Regions from separate parts of the Danio rerio genome. Here region 1 is linked to region 2. Evidence: chromatin contacts called from public Hi-C data. All regions are on one chromosome and are shown on one strand. Each heading gives the region's core, a stretch centred on a gene start, on an enhancer-like site or on the middle of the called end of the contact. The rest is flanking DNA. Distances are from core to core; before and after follow the strand shown. Region 1 has its middle 26 kb from the start of adra1ba. Region 2 holds the start of havcr1 (hepatitis A virus cellular receptor 1).

Region 1 (3,085 bases), core at 147-2,646, 130 kb after region 2:
ATGAGAATCAGCACCTCCAAGTCTGAGGCCATGGTGGAAAAGGGTGGTTTGCCATCTCCATTTTGGAGGAAAGTCCTTACCCCAGGTGGAGGAGTTCAAATATCTCGGGGTTTTGTTCACGAGTAAGGGGAGGACGGAACGTGAGATTGACAGGCGGATTGGCGGTCAGGCGGTCGATGTACCGGTCCGTTGCGGTGAAGAAGGAGCTGAGCCGAAAGGCAAAGCTCTTGATGTACCAGTCAATCTACTGGTTCCTACTCTCACCTATGGTCATGAGATTTGGGTCATGACTGAAAGGACAAGATCTCGGATACAAGCGACCAAAATGAGTTTCCTTCGAAGGGTGGCAGGGCACACTCTTATGGATAAGGTGAGGAGCTCGGAGTAGAGCTGCTGCTCCTCCACATCGAGAGAAGTTAGATGAGGTGGCTCGGGCATCTGTTTCGGATGCCTTCTGGATGCCAACCTAGGGAGGTGTTCCAGGCATGTCCCACCTGGAGGAGGCCTCGGGGAAGACCCAGGACACGCTGAAGGGGCTATGTCTCTCGGCTGGCCTGGGAACGCTTCAGGGTACCCCCCTGGAGGAGCTGGAGGAAGTGTCTGGGGAGAGGGAAGTCTGGGGTTCTCTCCTAAGACTGCTGCCCCCTTGACCCGTCCCGGGAAAAGTGGCAGAAAATAAATAAATGAATGATGAATGTATTTTGTCTTTGCTAAGTTGACAGTACCTATTTTTTTTATATTAATATTATCATCATTATTGTTTTTGTTATTATTAATGTTATTTTGCAAGATACTTTTATTCAGGTTAATGTGCATTTTAGAGACATAATTAGGTTAATTAAGCTAAAGATTGATTAGGCAATGGCAAACACTGAAATACAGTTATTTGTTCTGAAATATATAATTTCTTAAGGGGACTAAAAATATTTATCTTTTAAAAAGCATATAAAGTGCTTTTATTTCAGCCAAACTAAAAATAAAAAGATTTTCTCCAGAAGACGAAAACAAATAATATTTTGTTAAACATCACTTGATAAATATTTGAAAAATAATTAAAACTTCACTAATAATAGTCCCTTTAAATCTATTCAGAAATCCATAAAACACACTATTTCTCACACAGATTTCATATATTTATAAATATTACAAATATTTGATTAAATCACTGTTCGCATTAAAAATTGAAGGAGTTCCCATGTTATTAATGTAACTGCAGCACCTCCTAAATCCTTTATGCATTTGTATGGCCATGCTAGTAAATGTGTGTTCACTTCACTCCCATTAGCTGCACACTGCAGGTGTTTTGACAGCTGTCAGATTTATGCTCTGTTTGTTGCTCTGCTGAAATTGTTCGTTTCCTCTGGATGACACGTTCGCCGTGCCTCTATATTTATATATCACAGCACATGCATCACAAGACCTTGCATGAGAATACCAGGATGTCACACAGACTTCTGTTTCTATCTTAGTCCTTCTGTTTTCACTGCTGTCGGTGGAAATGGTGAAGTCATACCCTCTAAATACACACTGTAAAATGCTTTGATTTAGAATTAGACAGCTTTGCTAGAAAATATATTGCAGTCTACTTAAAAATAGTCATGTTTAATCACTGTTAATCACAGTCTTCACTGTAAAAAATGTTTTGCTACGTACAATTGTTGTCCCAAACAAATTGATGAAGTTAATTTAATCGTTTTTACAAAGTTAAGTTAACTGAACATGAAACAATTAAGTTGTTACAAAATAGCTTAAGAATTGTGTTGTTTTAACTCATTTTAAATAAGGAGTTGAAACAAGCAGCAAAGGTTATTTTCTGAGAGTTCAAAATAAAGATTATTTATTATTTAAACTTTTGACCCATGGAAGCTTTTCATTCTCTAAAACATTCTTTACAGTGGAAAATGTTCTTCATACTATGAAAAAGAATAGTTCTGTAATAATCTTTTCACTTAAAGGTTATTTGTGGAATTAAAAATGTTCTCCGTATACATTACCTGACAAAAAGTCTTGTCGCCTTTCCAAGTTTAAGAAACAGCAACTAATAAACTGCCAACTATTCCAGCATATGTTTTACAGAGCTGCAACTCAGTACTAAGAAACACCCATACAAGATAGTCAATTTAGTTTATTCGATTTACCTACATACATAGATATATGAATAATGCATTATAAAGTATCTAATGTAGCTACTCGCTGGTTATTAAAACAGCACACTTCCCAAATACTACACTGTGAAAAATAAAGGATAAACAAACAAACAAACCAAATGTTTTACACAGACACAATCAAAAGGACATCAAAATATATAATAATATACAAACAAGGTTTCATTTACTGTGTTGGCCTGATAACCAGCAGTACAATACGCAGGAGCATTTACAGATGCCTGCATTGAGATCTCACTATGCTGTCCCAACAAACTTTCGCAGGTTAAATCAATCAAAGGGGATCATGTGACCTCAGACTCAAGCCAATTGGAAACAAGGAAATTTATAACATAAACCAATACACTTTCAATTAAAAAAATACAAGAACAATAAACCAAAAATACAAGCTGACCGATCAGCATCAGCTACATCTAAGTATCTAAAAAAAGTAACAAATATATGCACAAATTATGCTAAGTTATATAAAATTAGTTGTGATTTAAATAAATAAGAATTTAGTTGTTTTAATATCTTATTGTATGTCTTAACATTCATGTACTTTAGACAATGCAATTTTATGCAAATACATTTTAAATGTTTTTAATTATATTTTTATAGATGCATTTTCAATATATATATATACTTTTTGATATTTACTAGTAGGTGCAGGACACTATAGTTAATTTACATAAGTGAGGAAAGCAACATAAAATAAACTGTGAAATATAATACCAAAAACACTCATCATGCATTGCATTAAAAACTGAAAGCAAGTGAAGAAGCGCGTCTAGAAAAATATCGAAGTTCAGGTTTGATGAATCTGATTTACTGCAGAGACTACAGGTTGATATTGAGGCCCAATAAAATAGTAGTTGTTGTCAATAGTTGTCTAAATCTTTTCAATCTAATAGTCATAATTATTTTTACATTTACTGTAA
Region 2 (3,049 bases), core at 166-2,665:
CATTCATTTTCCTTCTGCTTAGTACCTGATTTTTTCAGGAGTCATCACAGCAGAATGAACCACCAAATTTGGACAGTACAACAAATAATTACATTTAAAAACTAATATACAGTCGAAGTCAGAATTATTACCCCTCCAGAACAGGGGAGGATTTAGTCATTTTGGGGCCCTAAGCAATTCCAGCCGAAAGTTGTAAAATGGAACTTTTGTACTTACATTTTTTTATTATTATTAATTTGCTGCTTTTTTATATATAATTCTATCTCTTTTTCTGTATTCTATCCTTATACAAAACAATAATAATATATAAAGTACCTTGTTAAACTTTTGAAATGATTTGTTTTCTTAAGTTGAATTCACAACTAAACATAATAAATAAAACTATTTGGTTTTTAAAATTAAATCTTTACTTAAATACCAGCTAGACTGGTCCATGATGGAAGTAGAAGATTCAAATAAAAACAATTTTTAGACCCTCATACAAAATAGGATAGAAAACAATGTTATATATAATTTATAGGTTTCATTTACTTCTAGGCATTTATTTGGGGGCCCTCAGATTTCCTGGGGCCCTAAGTGGCCGCTTACCTTGCTTAATGGTTAAATCCACCGCTGCTCCTGAATTATTGAACCCCCTGTATTTTTTTTTTGTTTTGTTTTTTTTGTTTTTGTCTTTAATTTCTGTTGAACAGAAAGAGGGGGTTTTCAACACATTTCTAAACCTAATAGTTTGTTTTGTAGGCAATACAAAAAATATAGCTAAAAGGGGCTAATAATATTGACCTTATAATAGTTTAAAAAGTAAAAAAGTTAAGAAAAAAAAGTGTTAAATAGTTTAAAAAATAGTTTAATATTGACCTTATAATAGTTTAAACTTATAATAGGTAAAAAAAAAATTAAAATAAAAATACAACAAGGCGTTCACCAGAAGAAAAAATATTATTGGAAATACTGAAATATTAAAATAAAAATTTGAGAGAAAGACTAATAAATTTGCTAACTTTTAGGTTATTCTATGTTTCATTACAGTGTAAATCCAAATTCTGCAAGACAAACGAAATACATTCAAACTACCCTTGAATTTACATATTAAAATCCATTAAGATATTTTTATTTATAGGAAATATAGCCCATTTAATGTTTCCAAATGAAATAAATCACTGTGTCATATTTTATATAAATCCACATTATTTTAGATATTGGCATGTAAATATATTATTTAGAATTGCAAAAAGTAAATAAACAAACTCTTCTTTTTTACTTTTCTTCTTCTTTTTTTTTCTTTTTTTTTAGGTTTCAGTAGCCTATATAAATGTGAAACTCACTCGTCAGGCAGCAGAGAATCCATGATGAGAGGAACCAGCTGTGAAGATCAGTCATGATGAAAATGTGTCACTCTCTCTGCAAGCAATGCACAAGACTAACTCATGCTTCTTCTTACATTATTATTGCCCTTTACACGGAAGTGCACATGACGGCTTTGCTTAAATGTGCATTCAGAGTTCTTCTTCACAGTTTCACTTCCATGTGTGGCCTCTACAACTGTGTTCAACTTTAAAAAACCGAAAGCGAAATTTACTAGAGCCATCTACTTAAACAGAAAAAAAAAATCTCACGCTGATAAACATTGTATGAGAATATGAAATTGTTTTAATTCACATTTAAACATAATTGACACATTCATTTTTATATTTTAACGCATTGAACGCTAGAGGTCGCTATTGTACAACACTGTTTAAATAAACTCGCTTTTAACAAGCAGCTATTTTAAAAGTGATATATGTTTTTAGGCCTATAACTATAACGTTTTTAACGTGACATAAGCTCAGCTTATATCTAAAAAGAGACAAATATAACTAAGGGCCAGTATAAGTTTCTGACGGTATCATAGCCTTGAATAAATAGGCTTGCAACGGTTTCACTTATGGTATTGTGACCACTACTCTGAAATATGTTTTAAATGTCTGAGTAAAGAACACACACAAAAAAAAAATAATAATAATTTTAGGAAACATTTAAAATATTTTGGAGCAGTAAACATGTCTACATAATTAAAAGGATTTCTGCTCTCTTCATTTACAAAAAAACATTTTAAAAAAATGTATTCTTAGGATTGATATAACAGAAAAATGTTGCGGTTTTAAAACCTTGACTTTTCCAAACCGCGGTATACCTATCGTCCTATGCCTACATATAACCTTACAGTTAAAGAAGTGCATATTTACATAAAGGCCTGTTTAACATATTGTTTTGCATACTTTCATTAACTTATTTTCTTTTTGTCCCTTTTTTAATCTGGGGTCGCCACAGTGGAATGAACCGCCAACTTATCCAGCATTTGGTTAACACAGCGGATGCCCTTCCAGCAGCAACCCATCATTAGGTGTTGAGTTTGCATGTTCTCCCCGTGTTCGCGTGGGTTTCCTCCAGGTACTCCGGTTTCCCCCACAAGTCCAAAGACGTGGTATAGGTGAATTAGGTAAGCTAAATTGGCCGTAGTGTATATGCTGGATAAGTTGGCGGTTGATTGCGCTGTGGCAAACCCAGATTAATAAAGAACTAAGCCAAAAAGAAAATGAATGAATAAATGAATAATCAGTGATTAGCATAGGCCTATGACTAAAATTAAAATGCTGACAAGTAGATTGGCAATGAATTTTGGGCACACTTTGCTGTTATGTTGCAAATTAGTAATGGAATGCCAAACATCTTATGAACAAGCTAGCCCTGAGTCTAAACCTAAATCCAAGCCTGCTGTCCTTAGGGATTTTCATTCTTTTCACATTTGAATGCAACAAGCTCATATGCCTGACTTCATAGGTGAAGAGCTGAAAATTGAAGGCGTGATTGCTTTCTTCACATGCTACCAAAATTATTGCAAATGCAACTTTCCTAGTTGGAAATTGGACACAAATGGCCTTTTAAGTCAGATTTTCAACAGCGAAACTTGGATTTAATTTGATACACAGTTATAGAAGATTAAATGCTGCTGTGACTGGTATTCTTCATTAGTTTTCCAACAGCTACACCATCTTGTCATGTAATGTCA

What was found. A called contact is a pair of places that touch in the nucleus more often than the background predicts.
Region 1: a contact with region 2 is called in a Hi-C map of embryo, with 2.5 times the contacts expected there. The contact joins the enhancer-like site here to the promoter of havcr1 in region 2. A contact is called at or near these places in 4 of 18 Hi-C or Micro-C datasets (caudal fin, embryo, hematopoietic stem cells and 1 more) and 1 of 4 datasets of contacts at active chromatin or transcription factors (caudal fin).

The regions. Positions count from the first base shown.
Region 1 is chr21:32,350,470-32,353,554 of GRCz12tu, forward strand. No RefSeq gene overlaps it. Among named protein-coding and RNA genes, the nearest start is that of adra1ba, 26 kb to the left of the region's middle. Within about 2 kb of position 1,397, at least 4 of the 62 cell types and tissues checked have an H3K27ac peak or open chromatin away from gene starts, as enhancers often do.
Region 2 is chr21:32,217,910-32,220,958 of GRCz12tu, forward strand. It overlaps havcr1 (hepatitis A virus cellular receptor 1), which reads right to left and starts at 1,416. Exons shown (of 7, transcript NM_001002434.1): 1 at 1,326-1,416. The coding sequence starts at 1,380. It also overlaps a transcript of ppp3ca not described here.